Linked DNA regions of Mus musculus: region 1 is linked to region 2. The links are chromatin contacts, called in public promoter capture Hi-C maps. All regions are on one chromosome and are shown on one strand. Each heading gives the region's core, a stretch centred on a gene start, on an enhancer-like site or on the middle of the called end of the contact. The rest is flanking DNA. Distances are from core to core; before and after follow the strand shown. Region 1 has its middle 34 kb from the start of Vangl2. Region 2 holds the start of Slamf7 (SLAM family member 7).

Region 1 (6,254 bases), core at 83-2,582, 340 kb before region 2:
GAACTGAAAGTCAACTACATAAGATAGCTCCTGATTTTCTTTATTAGTCTAAGCAAGTGATGGGAAGGCTCTTCCAGTTGCTGGGAAAGTTGCATGGGAGAAAGTCAGCTTTTGGAAAACTATTGCGTCAGTGCATGGTAAAGTAGTAGGAAGGAGAGAGGGAGGGAGGGAGGGAGGGAGGGAGGGAGGGAGGGAGGGAGGGAGAGAAAGGCAGGGAAGAGGGGGAGAGGGAGGGAAGGGAAAGAGAAGGAGGGAGGGAGGGAAGGAGGGAGGGAGGGAGAGAAAGAGAGAGAGAGAGAGAGAGAGAGAGAGAGAGAGAGAGAGAGAGAGAGATATGCAGCTTGGAACAGCAAATGTCACACATGGAATCGGTGGAATAGTGGGAAAAGGTACTGGCTTAGATGGTTTAGGAAACATGGGCAAGGCATAGGTTTCTCTTACCTCAGTAAGTTTCAGGAAGATGTTTCTTTATGCTAGACATTGGGATGCAGAGATATATAAACCATGGCTTCTATTCCCTAGGAGCTCCCAGGGCTTTTGCTAGCACAAATGAGAAATACTATTGTGGCTATTTTGTCTCCTACTGTTGACACCTAAGTTATTATAATGTCCCCCAGAGGAGGTCCAGGGGACAGACTGAAGCAAGCAGTGAGAATGTGAACCATTTTGAAGCCACCGCTCAAAAGGCTACCTGTACACCGGTATCCTGTAAGAGAATCTGTGGTTGAGAAAACAAATTGAATCTAGTTAATAGTTTATTTGTTCTCACTTTAGGACACAACTAGCCTGTGCTATTTGTGGCTTAGCCAGGACAAATATGTGCTTTAAACTGGAAAGGTAGGCTTTTAGGGCAGCACGTCTATGTACGTTACTATAGTGGTGGATATTATCGTAATTTGTTCAACTCCGCAATGTAGCTTACCAAGACTGAACTGCAATGCCAGCTATGGACTCTGACGCTGTGAGTCATTGTAGGTTTGCCAGTTGTGACCAATGTTCCACTCCATGCAGGATGCTGATCATGGGGGAGGCTGCGTAGGTGGGGGGACGGGGAACGTGAGGAAAATCTCTGGGCATTAGACTCCACTTTCCTGAGAAACCACAACACTTAGAAAAATGAAGTCTGTATATGTAAAACAAACAAAACCCTAAGTAAAACACCATGTACAGCCATATGTAGTTTTAAACATAGATCGAACAATAAAAGCACTAGTATAGTTGTTAAGATTTCAGTTTAAAAAAAAAAGTGGAAATGTGATGCAAAACATCTGAGAGGAAGGGGAGGGCCTCCTGTGCTACCACAGATGCCAAACATTTGCATGACCTTCACTGTGGGGGAGACCGGTTAGGGTGGGTTTGTTCCTTACACGTTCCTCTTAATGTTGGTTCCCACTGATACCCTAGCATGTAATTTTAGGTTAGAGTTTTTACAGTCTAGATTAACTCCATTTGAGGGGTTGTTATCTTCTGGCTCTGTGCTTATCTCCTAACACAGTCCCTTCCCCCATAACAATGGGGTGGAACTGGAGAGAAAGCAGATACAACTTACCCTGCAGATTTTGTTTGCCAGGGCTGCTATGAGATCTGAGGCCTCTTGATTTGGGGCATATTAAACAACTGGACACCAGGGGTCTTTCTTTCTTAGATTGAAAAGTTCAGGTGGTTTATTCTATCTTGAAACAGCTCCCCGCAAGTAGAGCTGGCTCAGCTGTCACTGTGCCTATGACAAGTGTGCAGATCATTCAAGCACCTGCTAGAAATGCAGAGTCTCATCCAGCAGGTCTGGCACAGGCCCTGGGTTTCTCTGTGTAGCCTTAGCTGTCTTGGAACTTGCTCTGTAGACCAGGCTGGCCTCGAACTCAGTGATCCACTTGTCTCTGCCTCTGGGATTAAAGGAGTATGTCACCACTGTCAGACTAAGAGTGTACATCTTGAGGGTCTGGTGCCTTAGTAGCTTGGGCTGCCATGACAAAGTACCACAGATTGGATGACTTAACAGAATTTCATTATTTTATGGTTCTAGGAGCTAAAATCTGAGGTTTATGTGGCTGGGATCTGGAGAAAAATCTTGGGTTGGGGGTAGCATTCCTCTTATGATGGCATCACGTTGGGGGTGGAGAGGGAGAGAGATACCAGGTTTCTGATCTCTAACCAGGTAAATGATTTCACAGTGAGACTTCTCTCTCACACCCCTTTATTACCCTAATTTCTTCTCAAATAATTAGGTGGAATTAGGTGAGACTTCAGCATCTAAATTCTGAGAACATAATTCAGTTCACAGCGCTAGAAGATGTAGCTGATGGTCTCAGGCTACCTGGAGTAGCAAGGCCCTAAGAGAAAGCTTGTGTACCCATGAAGTTTAAGGGGTCAAAACATGCCTTAATAAGAAAAAAATACTTAAATTGGACAGTGACGGTGCATGCTTTTAAACCCAGCACTTGGAAGGCAAAGGCAGAGGCAGTTGGAGCTCTGTGAGTTCAAGGCCAGCCTTGTCTACAGAGTGAGTTCCAGGGCAGCCAGGGCCACAGAATGAAACTTTGTCTTGAAAAACAAAAACAAAAACAAAAGAAGGTTCCTCTTGGGGAATTCCTTGTGTCTGACTTGTTGTGGGTGCTCTTTGCACGTTCAGTACTCAGCATTACCCTATTTTAAAAAGAAAGAACGAAAAAAAAAGAATACTTGATGCAAAAGATCAAAATTGTTTGCTGAGTGTGGTGGTGCACACCTGTAATCTCAGTGCTGTAGAGGTTGAGGCAGGAGGATCACTCCTGTCTTCCAGGCCAGCCTGGTCTATTTAGTAAGACCCTGCCTCAACAAATAAACAAAACTGATTCTAAGTAAGCTTCATGGTTATAATATTTCTGTAAAGTCACTGTTGCTCATGTTCTACAATTGCATATATACATCAAATTATGATTTCTGTGATACTTAAATAATATATTCTGGGATGGTCTTACATGTGGAACTTATGGAAGAGCAGTGGACTTCTTGGTATAATGATTCAAACAAGAGCCATGAGGCTGATACTTCATCAAGAAAACTCCCTGCTCCTACAGAGGATCTGAGCTACGTGTAGTAGCTCACAACCACCTGTAACTCCGATACAGGGGAATCTGACATTTTCCTCTAGCTTCCATAGGCACTGTTCTCACTCACACGCACATATCCAAGCACACACACACACACACACACACACACACACACACTTTTAAGTTAAAAATAAATCTTAAGAAAATGGCAAGAAATTAAAGCAGCAGCTTGCATACTGTATGAGTTATCTTCTGCCAGAAACTTCTTGTCAACACTTCCGATAGAACAAAGGATATTTAAGGCTTCTACTATGTTTAGAGAATTCCAGATAAGATGCTTTGACACACTCTGATATCTGTATTTATAGAGGAAGGGAGGATCTCCAAGAGCTCCAGGACCAGCTAGCCTGTTTATAGATACACAGTGGGAAAACAGGAAGAGAGCCTGCTGCAGGGTCATAGTGGTGCACACCTTTAATCCCACAACCTGGGAGGCAGAGGCAGGTGGATCTCTGTGAGTGTAAGGTCAGCCTTGTCTACAAAGCAAGTTCCAGGACAGCCAGGCCTACACAGAGAAACCCTGTCTCAACAACAACAACAACAACAACAAAACCCCCAAAACCAAACCAAAACAACCCTGTTCCCCAAACAAAAACAAAAACAAAAACAAAAACAAGAGACTGCCTTAACCAAGGTAAGCAAGATGGCAGATCAAGCTAGCAGGTGAAGATGGATGCTTGGAACTGTTCTCTGACCACGTGTGTGTCATGGCATTTGTGCTCTCTGGTATGGGCACACTTACACTCACACACACACACACGAATGTGCACAGGTGTTAAAGAACAAAACAAACAAAGAAACCCCACCCTTTTTGGTCAAAGAGACCTTCTCCCTTTCCGTTCCTTGATAAAACTGTGCAAGAGTTGCTAAGAAGTGATCATGAAGTCACTGGACTGAAAAAGTGGCTCAAAGATTTCTCAGAGTTAGAACTTTAGAGTGAGGTGTTCTTGCCACCAGGATAGTGTAGTTTTGGTCCTGTGCTGATGCCCGGGTGTAAGGAATCAGATGTTAAGGAGAAATGCTTGCAACCTTTGCCTTGGCTATCAGGCCACAGTCCTTTTGTTCACTTATGAAGTTAGTGTTTTCAACAGGAATGCAGGAGTCTGGAGCCTGAAACTAAGTTCCAGTGAAGAGATGCAAAAGGCTTCCCATTCTGCACAGGGCTCAGACTTCCTTCAGGAAAGACTTTGTTCTTGTAACAAAGGGCAGGGTTTTCCCTGGGAACCTCAGCAAGTTCACCATATAAGAATTTAACATCATAAGCCCATGAGGGAGTGATGCATTACAGACAGGGGGGCTGGGCAGGGTGGTGTTTTATTTAATAATTACGTGTTAAAACCTTAACTACCACTGTGGCCCTCATCCATTGCAGGGTAATTATTAGACCAAAATAATAGCGCAGACAGCCCTGGGATTCCCTGAAGTGGACCAAGCAAAGTGTTCATTAATGTTTTCCAGGTTTCTCATCAGTGACAACTTGTTACTCTGAGTTCATCATTTAGATCCCCTCAAGTAACTAATGGGATGGTGTCTTTCAAATTTATTTTCATTATCACATCCAAGAATGAATTTAGGATTTAACAGATAAATAATGTGCTTGCCTAGTATCTTAGTAAGGGTTTCTATTGCTGTGATGAAACACCATGACCAAAAAGCAAGTTGGGGATGGAAGAGTTTATTCAGTTTACATTTCCACATTGCTGTTCATCACCAAGGGAAGTCAGGACAGGAACTCACACAGGACAGGAATCTGGAGGCGGGAGCTGATGCAGAAGCCATTGGAGGGGTGCTGCTTATTGGCTTGTTTCCCCTGGCTTGCTCAGCCTGCTTTCTCCACAATGGGCTGGGCTTTCCCCCATTGATCACTAATTTAGGAAATGCCTAACAGCTGGATCTCATGAAGTCATTTTCTCACCTGAGGCTCCACTCTCTCTGATAATTCTAGCTGTGTCAAGTTGACACACAAACTCAGCTAGTACACTTAGACTCTGGGTTTGATGCCTAGCACTGTAAAAACCAGGCTCGGTGGCACACACTTGTAATCTGGCATTCAAGAGGTGGAGGTAGGAGAATCAGAAATTCAAGGTTATCCTTGGAAGACGCAATGATTCCAAGTCAGCCTAGGCTACACGAGACCCTGTGAGTCCATGTCTCAAAAAAGTGCTTCTTGTGGTACTGAGGTTGGGTCTGTGGCTGGGTCATAATTGTTAGTCAACAGTAGATAAACCTCTAAGAGGTTTTTTTCTTGCTAGATCACACTTTCTAGGGCTTATCCGAATCATCACATAAAGCACTAATTATTCATGCTAAGTCAAACCACTGTATACAGAGTCAGGTGGATTTCCACAAATGTTTTGAAGGAAGATCCACTACATAAATGAAAACAGAATTAAGTGAGAGTAGAGTAAGCAGACGCTCAGCCTTTTAAATTAATTAATTAATTAATCAATCAATTAATTAATATTTTCAGTCTCTCTGTGCAACAGTCCTGGCTGTCCTAGAACTTACTATGTAGGTTAGCCAGGCTGGCCTTGAACTCAGAGAGGCGTTCTCCCTGCCTCTGGGTTGAAATAATATATTAAATAAATCTCAGTGGCAGGCAGTTTTATGCTACCTGCCCCACTGGTCGAGGTTCCTGAATGAAAGACACACACACACACAACCTTTATATTTTAATATACTTTAGTCAGCACAACAGCTGGGCCACTGTCTAATTGTCTAACCTCCATGTGATTAATCTACGTTCCACTGATAATCCTGAGTTATTAATTACTAAATCCTATATTCTATCTTGGCTGCCCTGGACCCAGTTGGGCAGCCCTCTGGGCCTCGCTCTCCTGGCTCCTTCACGTGGTGGCCATGCCTTTCTCTCCTGCACTCTTCTCATGCATGGCATCTCTCTGCTCCTCTATACTCTTTGGGCATCTCAGATCTCCCTCCTACTTTTTCCTTCCAGTTCCAAGCACAGGAATCCTAAGGTCCTGCCTCTGTCTGCTCTGCTCAGCCATCAGATGCCAGCATCTTTATTTACCAATTAGAATTAACTGGGGGTAGGATTCCCTCAGTGTCTGACATGTGAACTCTCTTGTGCAAACGATTTTGGGGACCCAAACTAACATTAGAATACAAAGAGCATCAGGCCAAACCTACTATGCCTCTGTCTCT
Region 2 (6,927 bases), core at 1,798-4,297:
TTCTGAAATTTTTGAGTCCCCCTACCCCACCTCCATTTTCTTCTCCATGAGACTCACAGAAGACAGACTCCTGGGGCCCTGGAAATCTTGCTCTTTCATGCTCCCAACTTCTATGTCCAAGTAGAAGTCATTCACACCTGCTCAGTTGGTCAGGACTCATTCATCCAACTTACTGCACACTCTGAATCAGTAGCTGTAAGATCCTGGAAACAGGCAAAGCAAGCGATTCCTTTGATTCTTTTTATATTTTAGTATGGTAGATTCTGTGGCAAAAATAATCAGGCAAATGGGAGGGATGAAGAGTTTTTAAAAATTTGGGGAATGAGGGAGGAGGCATGCATGGGAGGGTGGAAGGGGGCAGGGTGATAAGAGGAGAGGATCGAGGGAAAACTAAGGTTGGGATATAAGTAGTCAAATCAATTAAATTTTTAAAAATCCGGGAATGATACTCTGTAGAGGGGGGAAAGGGAAGAAGAGATAGCCACATGGGTATCTGAGGAACAAGGGGGAACTTTATTTTAATGTAGAAGATTGAGGTAAGGGTGTACTTATAAGAGTTCTTGACCACACTAAAGACAAGTGTAAAATGAGCCTCAGGGAGACAACTTTAGGATGGAAGCTCAAACCATCATGTAGGGTCTTCGAGATTCTAGAAAGGACCTACATTTTCTTCTAAGCTATATGGGAGACAAGTAACAAGAAGAGGAGTAACAGAGGCTGAGAAGTTAAATGTCCCACTTTAGAAGCCTATTGATGGACTTTGAGGGCCAAGACAAAGAGTCTAGTTAGGTAGTGTTGGATATGTTGAAGGTGACACAATATGACTGCAGTCCAGGTGTCTTTTTTCCCACGGTAGAATGTATTAGTCAACTTTCCATTACTGTGATGAAATGCCTGAAGTGATTGACACTGTGGCAAAAGATTTATCTAGTTCATGGGTTTGGAGACTCCAGAAAAGATTAGATGGTCTCCTTGTTTGGGGCCTCTCAGAAGGACACCAGATGGCAACAGGAGAGAGTGTGTGGTGGAGTGAACTATTTACAATCATGAGCCAGGAAGAACAGGGAGGTGAGGATACTGGGGCCATGCAGTCCTCTTTGAAGTGTTTGAATCCCCTAAAACATTAGTTCTTACTGAAGCATTCACCCAATAGTAACACCCTGAGGACAAAAACTTTAACATGCAGAAATTTGTGGAACACTACTCATATTCAAACAAGATCATAGAGTCCATGGAATGTGCTGACAGTTGGATATGGGACATGACAGAGTAGACGTAGGAAAAACTACAAGTGTCCGGCCTAAATAGCTGAGTGACTCTAACAGCAATTTCCTGGGATGGAGAAGATGCTTCAGGTGAAATAGGAGGCTCAAGGTGAGAAAGCAAGAGTTGACGTGGTGCATTCGAAGCTTCAGATGCCTGCTAAACCTCTCCATGCAGATGCTGACGGATGGCTGCATACGCAAGCTTTGAGCTCAGGAAAAACAGGTGGAAAACTGAATATATCCCATCAAAGGACCCAGTAGGACGGCCTAAGCTACTGAGATAACAAAATTGCTAAGTTTAAGACTTAGTCTAGAAATGTTTCACTCTTTATGGGTAAGAGATTCATGCCAAAGAACGAAAGAGAATACGACAGAATAGGATCTTACGGAGAAGACAGAGTGCTGGCCAGGACTGCTGTTTTGAGGTTAGTTCTCAAGGGCAGGTCTCTCTCTCTCTCTCTCTCTCTCTCTCTCTCTCTCTCTCTTCTCTCTCTGTCTGCTCTCTCTCGATTTATTTATTTATTTTATGTATGTGAGTACACCATAGCTGTCTTCAGCCGCACCAGAAGAGAGCATCAGAACTCATTACAGATGGTTGTGAGTCACCATGTGGTTGCTGGGAATTGAACTCAGGACCTCTGGAAGAGCAGCCAGTGCTCTTAACCGATGAGCCATGTCTCCAGCCCCAGGTTTTCCTTTCTTACTCTTTCTTTTTCAATCTCTGTCCACGGAATCCTTAGGGGACACCTCAGGACTTTTCAGTGACCTAATTTGACTTCATCTGGGCCTCTTTCCCTTTCATAATTCTCTCCATATTACACAAAAGATCTTGGTCTGGTCATTTACAGGAACAAGGAAAGCTATGAGCTGAGTGACCCAAACCCCTTCTGGGTCAATTTATATGATTAGGCTCTTCCACCTCTCCATTCTGTTTGGCAAGAATTTCAGGAATCAAAATTACAATGTTTTCTAATAACTATTATTTCTATCATTGCCCACATCTGTATAATGTGTTACAAAAGCAAGCAATACTCATTAATGTCTATGATAGGATATAGTATGACAGGAATTGTTGTCACTGATGTGGGTTATTGTCCTGGCTTTGCTAAGGAAATGTTTGCTAATAGGATGTACTTAGAAAAAAATACACCTCTGGCTCTTAATTGAACTAGGTCAAGATGAACAAATAACTGTCTATGAGCCATGTTGGAAAGATATATAGGCAGGCTTTTGAAAGATGGTAGATAACACACAGGCGTGACCTGATGAATCTCTGGAAAATACACTGAGCAAAGTTGGTAAAAGTCATCAGAAGAGGTGGGAAATAGTTAAAAAAAAACCGAAAAACCAAAAAAACAAAAAACACCTCTCCACTTTGATAAAAGTTGAACAGAGGAAATCCCAGTCTGTCCCAGATAGACTGGAGGGTTTATGGAGCCTTTGAGGAGAGAAAGAGGAGAGAAGGGAGGGAGAGAGAGAGAGAGAGAGGAGAGAAGGGAGAGAGAGAGAGAGAGAGAGAGAGAGAGAGAGAGAGAGAGAGAGAGAGCGAGAGAGCAGGAGAACCTACACTATACTCTCAGTAACGGGCATCTTTGTTTTCTATTCTTTTTTTAAAGAGATTGTTCGTTGACAGTTTCCTCACAAATATGGTGAGTTTTAGTCACTTTCACACCTGTTACTCTCCCATCCATCCTCCTCTGATTGGACTCTGCTCCCTAACAGTCATACCTGGCTTCACATCGCTTGGCGTGTGTGTGTGTGTGTGTGTGTGTGTGATCCACAGAATCTAATTATGGTTACCTACATGAGCACTAGTGGGCGGTTATTAGAGCATCTGCTATTTGTTGGTGGTAACAACATCAAAGACCACGACACTCCTTCCCCCAGAAACCGTTAACTGCCAATAGTCCCTTGGGGAGGGGAGGGCTCCATGAGCCTCACTCCTACCCATGATGAAATGTTGAAGGCCCAAGCCTGGCAGAGCTTCTGCAGCAAACCATGAAATGTGTCATGATGGGAAGATGTCATTTCACAGCACACCTCCTTGTCTCCTAGCTCCTACATTCTTTCCACCCCTTCTTCCACAGTGTTTCCTGAGCCCTGATACAGACGCCTTGCTTAAAGCTGAGTACTCCATCACTGATTCTCCGGACTTTGACCAGGTATGAGTCTCTGAACTAACCACTGCCCACAGTGGCATCTCTGAGCAAGGCTGAAAGTAGTGCTAACTTGTGGGTATAAACATGAGTGCTTAGAAGGCAATTTAACAGTATGTCCATTTAGCAAAGCAACAGTAACGGGTTCCCCCTGAGAGGTCCTGAAGCACCCAGCCACAGGTTCTGGACTAAGTTTATAGTATCAAACATGGGTTCTTTCTGGCTGGCCTCAAATCCAATCAGAAAGTAACTGGCTATTCCGACATAATCACACCACTATGGTACCAATGGGGACATGGTGTCAGGTAGGTCAGGATTGTACCTTCAAAGGTAAGACTATTCGTGACTCTTCTCCCCCAGCGGCCTGCATAGCGCCTTGCAGAGCTGTGAAAGCTAGCCAGCAGGGAGGAGACCTCCAGTTCAGTTCCAGCTTGATTTCTCTGTGTTCTGTATCCAAAGTATGTGCTTGGTCTCTTTAGCAATGGGGTCTTACCATCAAATTCTGGTGGGCAACCAAGAGCAGTGGTGATAGCCTGTCCTGTTTTGGGAGCCTCTGGGCCTCCCTGAACCTCCCTGACAGACAACTGGCAAGATGTTGTCCACCTGACATTGGTATTTCCATTCAATTCTGGCCACCCATACAGGGTAACCTTGTTTAAATTCTAATTATTACATTTTAAATACATTTATGAAATACTAAGTTTCCAATCTTTCCTTTTGGTTTTCCCCCATCTGCCACTCCCTTCCACCACCACCACCACCATACCCACCACCCCCATTTAGACCATTCCAGCCCAGTCTCCCAGCTTCTACTTTCATATCACACTTGTGATTGAGATATTAAAAAAGGGGGGGGCGAAGGGAGGGAAGAAAGAGAGATACCAATAAAACTAAAGACTCCAACTGAGTCAGAAGTTTGAGAGTCTAAGACCAGCCATAAAGTTCATTTTTAGGACATAGAAGCAAGCGCCACCTGACTATCAGCAAAATACCTTAGACTGTAGGGAAGAAATCTTGGACAGAACCCTGTGCAGTTTGGGGGACAAAGATCCAGCCAGGTTCCAAGTGACCCAGCAAAAACTGGAAAGGACCCACCAGGGGGCACTTCCCACGATGAGGCCAGCATGTGTGACCCAGCCTCACAAGGAACCATTCAGGGGTTAACAGGCATTTGGGACCGCAGGAAGGACCACCAAGACACTTGAGACTAGAAGGGCTGGACTTCATTCACACTCAAGCCATGCCCCCTTCACCAGACAGTGCTGTCCTACTGTGAGCTCTCTCTTGCACTTACTGTCAGTTTTACTCTCTTCCCTCCTCCTTCTCTCTATTCTTTAATTCTCAATTTCCTTTCCATTGGCTTCCCAACGAGCATAGGTTAGCCCAGTTTGCAGGGTCTCCGTGGCCTCGGCTTCTGAGACCTAGGATTCATTGTATTACTTGACCTCTCTCTCTCTTTCATTCTACCCTTAGCCAAAACTGCCTTGTTCTCCATGCCCATCTCTGTCCATATTGTTCCCTCACAAATCACTCTGCTCTTGTCCCTCCTATTCCTACCCACAAGTGATATTGATATTCCTATCTTAGTGATTTGATCTATTCATATTTGTTTACTCCTCACAATGAGCAGCGATTAAAGGGTGGTCATTTGTTACATGGCCATTACTATACGTTCCTTGTGGGTCTTCACTTTGATAGCAGTCATGTTTTTTCCCCAGGTAGAGTCTTCTTCAGGGGAGGAGGGGGCCTAACCTGATGCTACTGCAAACATCAGCCAAGCAGAAAAGCAAAAAACAAACAACAAACAACAACAAAAATCCCAACCTTAGTGCAACCCCGTCACTTTTGAACATTTTGAATATTCCTCTTAAAAGAAAAGTCCAATTTAAAAAAAAAATTCAACCAGTAACCTAACTTAGATGATCCAGCCCCAATACAAAAACAAAACAAAACAAAACAAAACACCTGCCAACGTGTGAAAAATTGTGAAAAATGAAGACAATATATCTCAAAGCTCTGAGGATGGCAAAGGGGGTGTAATTATAGAGGTTGCTGAATGCTGAAAAAGAGGCAGAATGTCCATAGAAGCGGGTCTCTAACGCCTTTGTGGCATGTGTCCTAGTGCCCCGGTCAGCCTCCTGAGACACCATAAGGAAAAGGGCAGAAGTAAGCCAAGTTCACATTCTACGGCACAACTGGATGTGGGCTCGAATTTGCCGTTCTTCCCTTTACAACTCCATTCCCAGGATTCTCTCCTGAAGTCCAGTGAGCTGGACTTTATCCACTCAGGATTCACAGCGAGCATCACTGCACTCACCTGTCAGTCAGCTGCCACCCATTCCTCCCACCCCCACCAGCCTCTCGATTTCCTGTGCGCCCCACCTGGATCTTGAAGGTGTAGCTCTTGTAAACTAGATACTTTGGTCTTGTTTTTTTGGGGGGGGGTTGTTTTTGTTTTTAATCTTTTTAATAATCTTCCCTTTTGATTACTTACTGTAAGCATCAGTGTAGTTGGGTTTAGGTCCGCAATTTACTGTTTGATTATTCTTTTTGTTTTTAACATTTTTCCTTTTATTTAAACACTAGATTTTTTTTAAATTTACTTCTAGTAATGCCACTGTTGAGCTTTTAAGCATTCATATTTGTATTATTTCTTTTGTTTTTTTTCTCTATCAACCTTTTGATCCAGTCTTAATGAAGTATTTGAGTCTTTTGACTACTGAGTTATCTTTCTAAATTGTTTTGGAGACAATGTCTCAGTACATAGTCCTGGTTGGTCTGAAATTGACCATGTAGATCAGGCTGGCCTCGAACTCACACAGATCCTTCTCCCTCTGCCTCCCAAGTACTGAAATTAATGTCATGGACCATCCATCAGTCCTGGTTTATCTCCCTAATTTTTATTGGTATGAGGACTTCTTTAGATATGTGTTCATATCCCTCCTAGGAGGTAAACATTACAAATATCTTCTCCCACTCTATAAATTATCCTTTTATTCCCATAAGAGTTTCTTTTGGTTAGAAGACCTTGCTTCAGATTTATTTTTATTGTTATTTATATATACATGTATGTCTCTGTATGTGAGTGTGTCATGTTCTCAAGTGCCCCCCTGAGAGCAGAGGAAGGTGTCAGAGCCCCTGCATCCCCCCCATGTCAGTGCTGGGATCAGAACTCAGGTCCTCCGGAACATTAACAAGTGTTGTTAACCATTAAGCCATCTGTCCAGCTCCAAAAGGAGCCTTAGATGTTGTTGTCACAGGCGCTAAGCTATAAGTTCTCAACTGGAAAATAGGATGTAGAGTAGAATTTCATTCATAGAGTTCATGTGAAGAATAAATAAAACAATGTAAATATATACACTCAGCACAACACCTGGCATTTAGAAAAGCATATTAAATATTATTTTCTCCCTTCTGCCCTCCCTGCCCCCATCTAACCTATTTCCTGTTTCTGAGTCTAGAAGTAACAGGTAAAAAGTAAAGAAGGCAAACCGCTTCTGCTTAAA

The links. Promoter capture Hi-C pulls out the DNA fragments that hold promoters and counts their contacts.
Region 1: a promoter capture Hi-C map of hematopoietic stem and progenitor cells shows a contact between it and region 2, with 4 times the contacts expected there. The contact joins the enhancer-like site here to the promoter of Slamf7 in region 2. A contact is called at or near these places in 5 of 39 promoter capture datasets (the C10 cell line, the HPC-7 cell line, cranial neural crest and 2 more), 5 of 484 Hi-C or Micro-C datasets (the 63-12 cell line, CD4 T cells, Th1 cells and 2 more), 2 of 115 datasets of contacts at active chromatin or transcription factors (large pre-B cells and memory CD8 T cells) and 2 of 9 other capture datasets (adipose tissue and liver).

What each region holds. Positions count from the first base shown.
Region 1 is chr1:171,990,264-171,996,517 of GRCm38.p6, reverse strand. No RefSeq gene overlaps it. Among named protein-coding and RNA genes, the nearest start is that of Vangl2, 34 kb to the left of the region's middle. Within about 2 kb of position 1,332, at least 31 of the 459 cell types and tissues checked have an H3K27ac peak or open chromatin away from gene starts, as enhancers often do. A contact at or near this core is called in hematopoietic stem and progenitor cells, where this site is marked.
Region 2 is chr1:171,649,157-171,656,083 of GRCm38.p6, reverse strand. It overlaps Slamf7 (SLAM family member 7), which reads left to right and starts at 3,047. Exons shown (of 8, transcript NM_144539.5): 1 at 3,047-3,427.